Linked DNA regions of Bos taurus: region 2 is linked to region 1. The links are chromatin contacts, called in public Hi-C maps. All regions are on one chromosome and are shown on one strand. Each heading gives the region's core, a stretch centred on a gene start, on an enhancer-like site or on the middle of the called end of the contact. The rest is flanking DNA. Distances are from core to core; before and after follow the strand shown.

Region 1 (5,997 bases), core at 1,841-4,340:
GTCATCCCTTTTCTGGGATCTGCAGCGTAAGCTGGGTCACTTCTGTTTCTTTTTATCATTTTTTTTTTTGACCTGAGACAAATTCAGTATTATTTAAGATGTTGTTTTGGCTTTGTCTTCATAGCCAATTAACTAATATGACCCAGAGACCTTCAAAAGTTTTTTTTTAAAGGTTTTCATCCAGTAACTTTATACACTAAATCTTATAAACAGATGGAGAAAAACACTGTCAATATGCTGACAAATTCAGTAAATGCGCCATTTGGTAAATGGATTACTGAACAGGTTGGCCCTTGCTGAAGTGGTCACTGGAAGAGGTGCCTGCACCCCACTTCTTGATCCCATGATCAGAAACATGCAGAGATGTAAACTTCTGCTTAAAGACAGCATGCACAGTTGTCCCTGTAACACCAAAATAGGGGGAACCTGGGTAAAAGATAGAAGAAGGCATGACCACACAGAAAACAGGAGAGAAGAGCCAGGATATATCAATGTGAACAGAACTAAAAGCATGGGGGTACAAAAGGAAGTAAGAGTAAGCCGGAAAGGCAATCAGTGCAGCTGTCTGAGGTCTCTGGTCAAGCCTCCTAGATCTCTGTGTATATCAGCTCTCAGTGTTTCAGAAACCCACGCTGACAAAGCATATTGCAGCTACTGATGCCTTAACATTCTTTTTTTTATTCATAAAAATACTTGAAATGTCCCCAGCTCACAATACTGTTTAAGCATAATTTTAAGTCTAATGAAATGGACACCAGCCTTTACAGAAAAGGGACAACACTGCTGAAGTTCAGTATAACAACATTTACAGTAGGGGTGGTCTCACTGAATCCTCCAAAAGCTGTGAAATAAACACCATTTATGTTGCCATTGTAAGGATGAGGACGGTGAGTGAGTTGCTAGACCCAAGCCTTAGTGCCAGACCCATTTCACTCTAACTTATTTTTTTAGTCACTCGGATGTGTCCGACTCTTTGTGACCCCATGGACAAACCCAGCCAGGCTCCTCTGTCCATGGACTTCTCCAGGCAAGAATACTGGAGTGGGTCACCATTCCCTTCTCCAGGTAGCCATTCCCTTCCCAAACCAGGGATTGAACCCAGGTATCCTGCATTGCAGGCAGATTCTTTGTCATCTGAGTCACCAGAGAAGCCCCTACTTAAGTGCAGCCATACTTAATCCCCAAGCATAACTTCTGAAATTCTGACACTCCTCCCATCAAGGCCCCACCCCATCACCTGGTCAACCACTTTAACCAATGCAGGGAGGTGAAAGTAACACTGTGTTCCTTGCAAGACTGCGCTGTAACAAGTCACACGGCAGCCACCCTGTGCGCTGGACCTTCACGTCTAGAGCCCCGTGCTGTGACATAAGAAGGGTGAAGATTTTGAGAGCATCGGGCTGTGAGGAAGCCAGGCCTCGTGTGTGACAGCCCTTCTCTTCCAAGCATACACCTCAGGCCCCCAACACGCATGTGAACAGGTGTTTTAGTCCTTGGACAATGAAGTCCCTGCAGTCAAGTCACGCCCTAAATCTCAAGTTTTCCAGGTGAGACCCCAGACCATGTGCAGCAAAGCCAAGCCATCCCTGTGGTGCTTCGTGCAAATCCATTCACCAGTCCTGGGCTGCTGAGATTGCAGGTAATTTGTTACATGCTGACAGTCTCTGGAATAACACCCCTCGCCATTGGCCATCATGTTCCCCACCTCACATGCAGCATGCTGGAAAAACCCAAGTTGTAATGGCATGATGGAATTAGCTGCCCAGCGCTATAGCCGACATCCAAATTAAACCACAAGGAAAATCACAGACACGTGGAGAGACACCCTCTGTGGACTTCAGCCTCTGTGCAAACCATGCACACACCCTTGAGCAGAACTCACCATAGCAACATCAGAACCCAACAAAGGAAGTAACAAGAACTACTCAAAACATAGCATGCCGTGTTGCACATATTACATCAGTATGGGAATGAAAAAGACCCAACCAGTCCTTACAGAGAAATCCCATTCAACCAAACGGAAGGCATCAGATATTCAAGTCAATGGTTTTGGATGGGGAGGTGGAAAGGCTGTTTGTTACAAGCAGTGGACACAGGAAGCAGGCCTGTCTTACTCCAGGATCCTTCACAGAAATGGAGATGGGGTCCCACCGAAGGGACAGGTAACTAACCATCCAAAGCAGGGGAGGATGGCTACCTTCTGATCAACCAATGAGAATACAGTTGTTGTTTTGTTGCTAAGTCATGTCCTACTCTTTGTGACTCCATGGGCTGTAGCCCGCAAGGCTCCTCTGTCCATGGGATTTCCTAGGTAAGAAGAGTGGAGTGGGTTGTCTTTTCCTTCGGCAGGGAACCCTCCCGACCCAGGGATCAAACCCACATCTCCTGAATTGGTTAAGTGGATTCTTCACCACCGAGCCACCTGGGAAGCCCGGGAAGATACAGCGTCAGCAAGAAAAACCTCCAGAGAAGAGCTTAGTTGTGAGAATCCCTTAAGGGCTATGGGCGGGGAGGGCTTCCAGGTGGTCTGGTGGTAAAAAAAAACCCACCTGCCAATGCAGGAGACATGAGAGACACGGGTTCAATCCCTGGGTCAGGAAGACCCCCTGGAGGAGAGCACAGCAACCCACTGCAGTCTTCTTGCCTGGAGAATCCCACGGACAGAGGAGCCTGGCAGGCTACAGTCCACAGGGTTGCAAAGAGTCAGACACGACTGAGCTACTAACACACACTAACAGCTGTGGGGACAAAGACGGCCAACCGATGCCAGCCTGTATCTTAGTGGAAAGGGGGGAAAGCGAAGTCCATCCTGGTGAGATCAGGGCAGGCTACCAAAACCCACCAAGTGGAGGAAATGTAACTGCTATCTGGATTTCAGGATGGGCGCTTGCATCATTCTAGTTTCAAGTTTGCTGCTGAATGTGCCTCTTTTTGAAGAAGCTGGCCAGATGTGTCTTGGTTCCTCCCACTCAAATATACCAATGAGGGCTTGCCACCTGGTGTTCAGGGGAGGGACTCCAACGCGAAGCAAAGCCCTAACTTTTGCAAAATAAAAAACTCGCTGTGACCTTTCGATACAGTACGACTGCGACGTGGCGCTGGCACTGGAACAAGACCACACACCCACAGGAACCAAAGAGAAGTCCAAGAAGCAGACCCTCATGTGGCCTGCATCTTAAGACCCGATCAAAAGGTGGCCACCAAACCATTAGGGAAAGGAAAATTTAGTTCTAGTTAACTAAACAGCCATTTGGAAAGAAGTAAAACTAAGTTCTGACTCTAGGCCAGAAATCAAAATAAACCTGATACAAAGAGATAAGTGGAAAAACGGAAAAACCAGACAGAAAAGAGACTAAATATAGGTAATTGCATATTTCTCCCAAGAGAGAAAAAGCCTTTCAAGGTACGAAAACCAAGGATGAAACTCAACAGAATAAAATTGTAAGACTGGAAAAGATGTTTGCAACAAAAACTTCGTAAACAAAATTAAAAGGCAAGTGACAAGTTAGAAAAATATCTGTGAACATATCCAAAAACCACACGAATTAGTCACAGAGATGGGTGGAATTGGTTGTGTACAAAAGAGAAGCAAATCTCTCTTAAACAGATACATCTCAGGGACCAAATTTCTTCACACAAACAAACAGAACCAAGACGATACTTCTCTCTCAAAACTAACAGAGGTAATCTACACAGTGTAGGTGAGAAATGGGAAGTGCATAAATTGCATGCCCCTGGTGGGTGAGCCAAACAGGAGAGTTTCTCAAGAGCAAACTGGCAATTCTGTACAGAGAACCTCGAAATGTTCAGATCATGTGACCGAAACTATCCACTTTGCTGCAATAAATGACCTGCAAAGATACGGTCTGACACACAGCAACGTGTACGGTAGCATTATTTCTTAAACTCTGGAATGACAGCCTAATCGGGAATAGTAACTAAACAAAGAAGGGTATACTATTAAGTGTTTAATTTCTTTTCAAAGTAAAAAATTTATATAATACAGAAAAACATATGGGAGAAAACAACAGCAAATAATCAAGTTATTTGAAGCCAGATCCTATTTTACTTTAGAACTCAATGTTTTTTTTGTTTTTTTTTTTTTTAAATCAGGTCAGTGGAGAAGATTCAGTGAAACATTCCAACACCAAGGTTTTCCATGTTGGTTGCTATGAAACTTGAAGGATATTTTCTGAGTCACATTTAAGATGAAGAAAATAAAACCATCAATCCACAAGGGAGTTCTGACTCAAATACTGCACCACTAGAAACTAGTATTCTTTCATCCCTCTTTCACATCAGCAAGAAAGCAGGAACTGGTCTTGGAAAACACCCTGAACCATCCATCTGCCCTATTGGCAGCAGGCAGGGCATCGAGGGGTACAAATCTAAAGAGAAAAGCAAAAGGTATGCAAAAAGAGGGTCAAATTATTGAGAAATTGGGAAGAAATGCCATAATAACATTGGCAGCAATGCCACAAGTCACTGCCTTTCTCAGAGGGAAACAGAAATTAAACCCAAAGAGAAATAACTAGAACCAGACACAGCAACCGTCATAGCTCATGGTCCCGCACATGGGTTACGTCAGCCCCCCTCGGCCACTGTGCACAGCTGCGTCAGCCCCATCGCACACCCCCACACGCCCACCCACCAAGTTCAGCCCCACAGTCACGGCTGGACGGTGTCTGAGCTGGTTTCCAAACTCAGATGGTCGGTGCCCAGAGTCCATGACTCTGAACTGCTTTCCGGTGCCCCCAACACTTTCCATCCTAGTACAAGAAGGTCACTTTTGAAGGACACCACTGGGTATAGAGAAGAGACTGCTGAGGAGCTGGTCCAAGCCAACAGAGCTGCCCAGAGGCAGAGGGATGAAGCCTCAGGGTACCCCATTCACAGCACGCCTGCTGGGATGCTCCTCGGTACATGACACAGAGTTCTAGAAGCACCCCATCTATTCCCTAATCACATCTGCGATGAGGAGCATGTTTCTCTTCAGGTCAAATACAAGAGCATCCTTTCCTTTTTAAAGAAGAAACGCAGAATCATAAAAATAAAAATCAGCCTACAGATTCATCGGAAAGACTGATACTGAAGCTGAAGCTTCAATACTTTGGCCACCAGATGGGAAAAGCCGACTCATTGGAAAAGACCCTGATGCTGGGAAAGACTGAGGATAGGAGGAAAGGGGGACAACAGAGGATGAGATGGTTGGATGGCATCACCAACTGAATGGACCTGAGTTTGAGCAAACTCTGGGAGATAGTGAAAGACAGGGAAGGCTGGTATGCTACAGTCCATGTGGTTGCAAAGAGTTATACAACTTAGCAACTGAATGACCACAACTGATAAACTGCAAGAGATAAACAGAATTCAAATCAGAGGTAACCAAATGACTTGTCACCAAATCACAGGTGACATTTGAACATTTTAAGCAGTTTAGTAATTTATTGAACCCCTTTTGCAAGGCCAACTTTTCACACTAGTGGGAGATCTTCCAACGCTCTCTTCCTTACAAAAGTACTTGATCCTGCTCTAAAAAACAAACAAAATAGAACTGGCCTCGTCTACCTAACCTGCATATAACCATTTCCTGGATGAATGAATGAGTCATGAATTTTCACTGCCTGAAACTCACAGCAAGAAGATGACCATGAGCCTTCAGCCCTACAGCTGTGTACCTCCCAGTGATGCTATGAGCCCTGAGCCGCAATGGCCTTTTCCTTCCCTTTTGCAATACTGCAAAATAGCCACCAGAGGGCATCAACAACCTAATATGCCGCTGCTGCTGCTGCTGTTGCTGCTGCTGGTTCACGGCAAGGATACTATGTAACTGCTTTCACATCCATGGAAAGTAAAAGGATTTCACTCCACAGGCTGTTATTTTCAGGAATTAATGCTCCAGGATGTAAACATGGAGGGGAGCATTTTTCCAAAGAGGCCGGCCCATGTCACATGGTGCTCATGCCAGGTCTAGGAAACACGGCTGCTGGCATTAGC
Region 2 (5,623 bases), core at 3,106-5,605, 130 kb after region 1:
ATGGATATGCTCAGTAAATGACCAGTTAAATTTGGAAGTCAAGCCTGACACCCTTAAACAAATAAAGCTTTTCCTGAAAGAAAAACAACTCAGATAAATTAAGTTCAGAATAATACAACCAGCAAACATCTGGTCTTCTAATCAAGTAACTTGGGGGACTTTAAAGATGACCCTTACAGCCTACCCCAAAGGAGCAGAAACATTTTTAAATTGATTTGCCATTGGGCTTTTTTGAGTATGCTTTCTTACTAAGAATTATAAAATTTATACACTTGTGATATGTGAAAAATATTTAAAACACCAATAAATGCACCCTTTTTCCTTTGCTAATGGCTTTGTTGGTTTCTTTGAATTGGTTGCTGTATGAGTTTGCCGGGGCTGTTGTAACCAAGTGCCACCGAATGGGGGACTTAAGCAACAGAAATTAGTTTTTTCATAGTTCTGGAGGCTGGAGGTCCAAGACCAAGCTGTGGTTTGTTTTTTTCTAAGGTTTGGCTTTTCTCTAAGATGCCTCTCCTCAGCTTGCAGGTGACTGCCTTCTCACTGCGCCGAGAGGTCCTTGGTGTGTCTGTACGTGTTCACATTTCTTCTTATAAGGACCTCAGTCAGATCATATTAGACTCACCCTAACTGCTTCGCTTCAACTTATTTTTTAAAAGGCCAAATAGACTCACATTCTGAGGTACTAGGGGTTAGAACTTCAACATATGAATAAGGGGCACAATATAGTCCATAACCATTGCATATAGCATAAGAATTTTGAGTGTGAAATTCTTCCTAATCTACTTTGAATCCGTTCAGTTCAGTCGCTCAGTCATGTCCGACTCTGCGACCCCATGAACCACAGCACGCCAGGCCTCCCTGTCCATCACCAACTCTCGGAGTCCACCCAAACCCATGTCCATTGAGTTGGTGATGCCATCCAACAATCTCATCCTCTGTCGTACCCTTCTCCTCCCGCCTTCAATCTTTCCCAGCATCAGGGTCTTTTCCAATGAGTCAGTTCTTTGCATCAGGTGGCCAGAGTATTAGAGTTTCAGCTTCAGCATCAGTCATTCCAATGAATACCCAGGACTGATCTCGCTTAGGATGGACTGGTTGGATCTCCTTGCAGCCCAAGGGACTCTCAAGAGTCTTCCCCAACACCACAGTTCAAAAGCATCAATTCTTCAGCACTCAGCTTTCTTTACAGTCCAACTCTCACATCCACACATGACCACTGAAAAAACCATAGCCTTGGCTAGACAGACCTTTGTCGGCAAAGTAACGTCTCTGCTTTTGAATATGCTGTCTAGGTTGGTCATAACTTTCCTTCCAAGGAGTAAGTGTCTTTTAATTTCATGGCTGCAGTCACCATCTTCCGTGATTTTGGAGCCCCCAAAAATAAAGTCAGCCACGGTTTCCACTGTTTCCCCATCTATTTGCCATGAAGTGATGGAACTGGATGCCATGATCTTAGTTTTCTGAATATTGACCTTTAAGCCAACTTTTTCACTCTCCTCTTTCACTTTCATCAAGAGACTACTCTGAATAGAAAACAGTTTAATCAGAGCAAAGCAAATATGATTCACTATCTACCTAGGTAAAACCAAGGTTTGGTTTAAGGCTATGGAGTTATCTCTATTTGTTATTAAACATGCTTTTGTTAAAAGCATTTATTTTGATAATAAATAGTTGGGACCACTTGTGTAGAATTTGAGTGGGGATTTAAATTACTTACTGGGAATACAGCCATCTTTTTTTATAATTTTATGTTACGTAAGCCTTCCTGAAGAAATCAGGAATAGGCTGGCTTATAATTAAAATCTTACAGTGTGATTCTTTACTGTCTGAGCCACCAGGGAAGCCCCATGGTAAAGGATATCATTTTATAATTATACAGTGGGGCTTATTTAATATCATGTAATCTCTTCTCTGTTCTTATCCAAAGCATAACTGAAGTATTTTGTTTTTTTTTTTTAAAGAGAGTGAAAAAGTTAGTGAAAGACAGTTGAAGGACTGTTGTAACTCTACACATGCAGGACTCCTAGGCACTAAAATACTTACTTGTGACATTTTGAGTCACTCCAGATACCAAAGTGTGGCAGAAAGTAGCAAAGACATGGAGCAGTGAGCTGTGGCATAGGTAAGCCATTAATATTCGGTAAGGAATCCGCCTGCAATGCAGGAGACCCCGATTGGATTCCTGGGTCGGGTAGATGCACTGGAGAAGGGCTAGGCTACTCACTCCAGTATTCTTGGGCTTCCCTGGTGGCTCAGCTGGTAAGGAATCTGCCTGCAATGCAAAAGGCCTGGGTTCAATCCCTGGGTTGGGAAGATCCTCTAAAGAAGGGAATGGCAACCCTCTCCAGTATTCTGGCCTGGAGAACTCCATGGACTATCTGGGGTCACCAAGAGTCGGACACAATTGAGTGACTTTCACATACACACATCACAGACCTGTTGCAGAGAAAATGCCTGGAGTCATTACCCAGAATTTCCTTCCTCATTTTATCATGTAAATATTTCAACTAACTTCCTTATTTTTGTCTCTTTCCATCAAGATTGCATATACATTTGTAATGTTGACTGAAAAAAAAAAGTACAATCTAAAAGTTTGACAATTATGTTTTATTTGTTTTATTCCTCAGACAAAACTGAGGACTTAAGTCTGGGACATTCTGAAGAGGTAATTGTTGAGCCAGGATATATATAACAATTTTTGCAGCAAAAATCAGGTAGTCAGAACATCTTAACATGTTAATCGTAGAAAATTAGTCATCTCAAGTTAGTGAACTTAGTGCTTTCCTACACATGGGAAGATACGATAGTTTGGGCTCACTGAAATCGTTCCTTTGATAGCACCTCAACTATCTGGGAGAAGGCGATGACACCCCAATCCAGTACTCTTGCCTGGAAAATCCCATGGACGGAGGAGCCTGGTAGGCTGCAGTCCATGGGGTCGCGAAGAGTCGGACACGACTGAGCGACTTCACTTTGACTTTTCACTTTCCTGCATTGGAGAAGGAAATGGCAACCCACTCCAGTGTTCTTGCCTGGAGAATCCCAGGGATGGGGGAGCCTGGTGGGCTGCCGTCTCTGGGGTCACACGGTGTCGGACACGACTGAGGTGACTTAGCAGCAGCAGCAGCAGCAGCAACTATCTGGGGCCAGTATCCTGTGTTTTTCCCATCATGAGTCTCCCTGGAGTGTACCCTTGGGGGTGGTACCACGGCTGATGGCGTGACAGCAGACATCCTGTTTCTGCCCTGAGTTCCTTCAGGGCTCACCATCAGGCCACTTCAATGCGATAGCTTGAGGGCTGCAACATCTTTTGTGTACTGATATGGCAGGGAACATTTTTTTTTTTCCACTCACAGTCATTATTTTGCGGTTTTCAATACATCAGAATCGAATTGCTACAAAACCAAAATGAAAGGAATAGATATTAGCCAGGGGCCTTGGGGAGTGGAGCGTGATTAAAAAGGAGAGATTTTATTGACTTGGTCTGGAGAGCAGAATACTTTCAGTTGTACAAGGGTGAGTTGGCTTTAAGTTAGGCAGAGGCCTTTTGCCTTTGTGTGCTTTGTTCTGCTTTGGCTTTCGAACTGCAGGTCTGGAAGGTGGTAAGGTGACGGACGTGCGGGGGATGTGTTTCTCTTCTCTTGGCTACTACTGGCTGTAAGAGCCTTACAATTTGAGGGGATTTTTCACCCTGGGTGTCCTGGTAGGACACTGAGTATGCCTCAGCTCTGACTGCCGAAGCAGGAGAGTCAAGTACGTTTACATTCCCGGCAATGAGGGAGTGAGGTGATGGAGGTTTAGCCATGAGATACGTGCCACCAGGCTTTTGAGTCATGGGACAAGAGTTGCGGGTTTCACAGTTTTGAGTTGTTGGTAAGTGTGGAAGGATGACACCTGTGCTGTTACTGTGAGTGTCCAGTGGCAGCCACACCAGCAGTGGTGGTCTAACCTAAGTTCATTCTGTGGTGTGAAACCAATCTCCCTTGGCTCAGCCCTTTTCTGAGCCTAGCTGTCTGATCTTCCTGTGAATTTTGATAGTTGCCCCCAGTTCTTCCAAATGCACTGCTGTTTGCGTGTTAGCTAATTTTTAGTAATATGTTTGGCTCATAAATTCTCCTTTAACATTTATCCTCACATCTTTCTTTCCTAATGTTGTTGTTGTTACTGTTTAGCTGCTAAGTCCTGTTTAGCTGCTAAGTCGTCTCTGACGCTTTTTCGACCCCATGGACTGTGGCCCTCCAGGCTCCTCTGTCCATGGGATTTCCCAGGCAAGAACAGTGGAGTAGGTTGCCGTTTTCACAAAGAGTCAGACGCGATGAAGCAACTAAGCCTTTCACTTTCATTTTTCTGCCTCTTTGGCCTTGTTCCTCTGTCCTCACCACTTCCTCATCCTTCCTGTTTACATCCATCTCAGGGCCTATTCTTCAGTCTTCACAAACTTCCTTATTTATTGACTTGTATATCATCTAAAGGACCTGTTGCAAATGTAATGACTTAGGCTAACTGCAGCCACACTCCAAGGCTCAGCCCAAGCCTGGCCGTTCCTCATTCTGTCTCAGCTCCATCTGAAACCATTCTGTCTCATCAGGATGTCTTTATCTCTGGATCCAAGCTCTCATTTGTGTATTTCAACATAGGTTCCATCCTTTCTACAAATATTCACGGTATCATTGTTACTCTAATCCATTTGTACTGAAGTCTCAGAAGCACCTCTGGTGCATTCCTAAAGCCCACCAGTCTTCACCTTCAACATTGCTCCTCTCTCTTCCTTTTCATCTCTCTATCACTTCTTCTTTGTCTTCATTTGACATTAGGATAATTTCTAAAATAATTATATCTTTTTTCCTGATGAACTTTGCTCTAATTTTTCTTCCTCAAGGCAATAAAGATTCATGATCAAAAATATAATGACCATGATAGGAATATTTAATAATTAGGTACTCATTTACCTTAAGATAAACTCTATCCTTGTTCAAATTATCATCCAGCATGAATTACTTTGTGGGAAGCTTATTCCAGCATGAATTACTTTGTGGGAAGCTTATTACTAAGCACTAAGTGTGAATAGACTATCTCATCGATACTATTGGGCATTGTAGAGGGATTTTTGGGAAGATAAGGAGGCCAACATTTTGTATTATAGAGGACTTTGTTTTATTCCAAGTCAACGGATAAAATAGTCCCCCACAGCTATGAAACTGGGTTTTAGAACTGGAAAGGACCTTAAAGGTTATTTAGATCAGTTTCCTCAATAAGTAAGAAAAATGAAACCAAAAAAAAAAGGTAAAGTCATTTGTCAAAAACAGAGCTAATATTTAACTCCCCACCACTTGCCTCCCATTGCTTTATTTTTATTGCTAAAATTGTGGTTAAAAAACACAACATAAAATGAACCATGTTATCTATTTTTTCTCTGCTTCACTTTTTAAAATGTTTGTTTTTATTGTTTATTTTTAATTGAATGAAAGATGCTTTAAATTCTATAGTAACTTACAATTTTTAAAAGTTTCAACATAATTTATACAATCCCATAATAACCTTTCTTTTTCCGCTTCCCCCTGTTTTTTCCCTGCCCCCTTCCCTCTCCCCACAGGTAACCACCAGTTTGTTCTCTATGTGA

Evidence for each region. Hi-C and Micro-C count contacts between places; a contact is called where the count stands out from the background.
Region 2: a contact with region 1 is called in a Hi-C map of blood, with 3 times the contacts expected there. The contact joins two enhancer-like sites. A contact is called at or near these places in 3 of 11 Hi-C or Micro-C datasets (blood, liver and an unstated tissue).

Annotation. Positions count from the first base shown.
Region 1 is chr21:12,763,266-12,769,262 of ARS-UCD2.0, forward strand. All of the region lies in intron 6 of MCTP2 (multiple C2 and transmembrane domain containing 2), which reads right to left. LOC132343329 (a long non-coding RNA gene) reads left to right here. Exons shown (of 2, transcript XR_009492091.1): 2 at 4,114-5,997. Among named protein-coding and RNA genes, the nearest start is that of MCTP2, 89 kb to the right of the region's middle. Within about 2 kb of position 3,091, at least 5 of the 102 cell types and tissues checked have an H3K27ac peak or open chromatin away from gene starts, as enhancers often do. A contact at or near this core is called in blood, where this site is marked.
Region 2 is chr21:12,896,821-12,902,443 of ARS-UCD2.0, forward strand. No RefSeq gene overlaps it. Among named protein-coding and RNA genes, the nearest start is that of MCTP2, 44 kb to the left of the region's middle. Within about 2 kb of position 4,356, at least 10 of the 102 cell types and tissues checked have an H3K27ac peak or open chromatin away from gene starts, as enhancers often do. A contact at or near this core is called in blood, where this site is marked.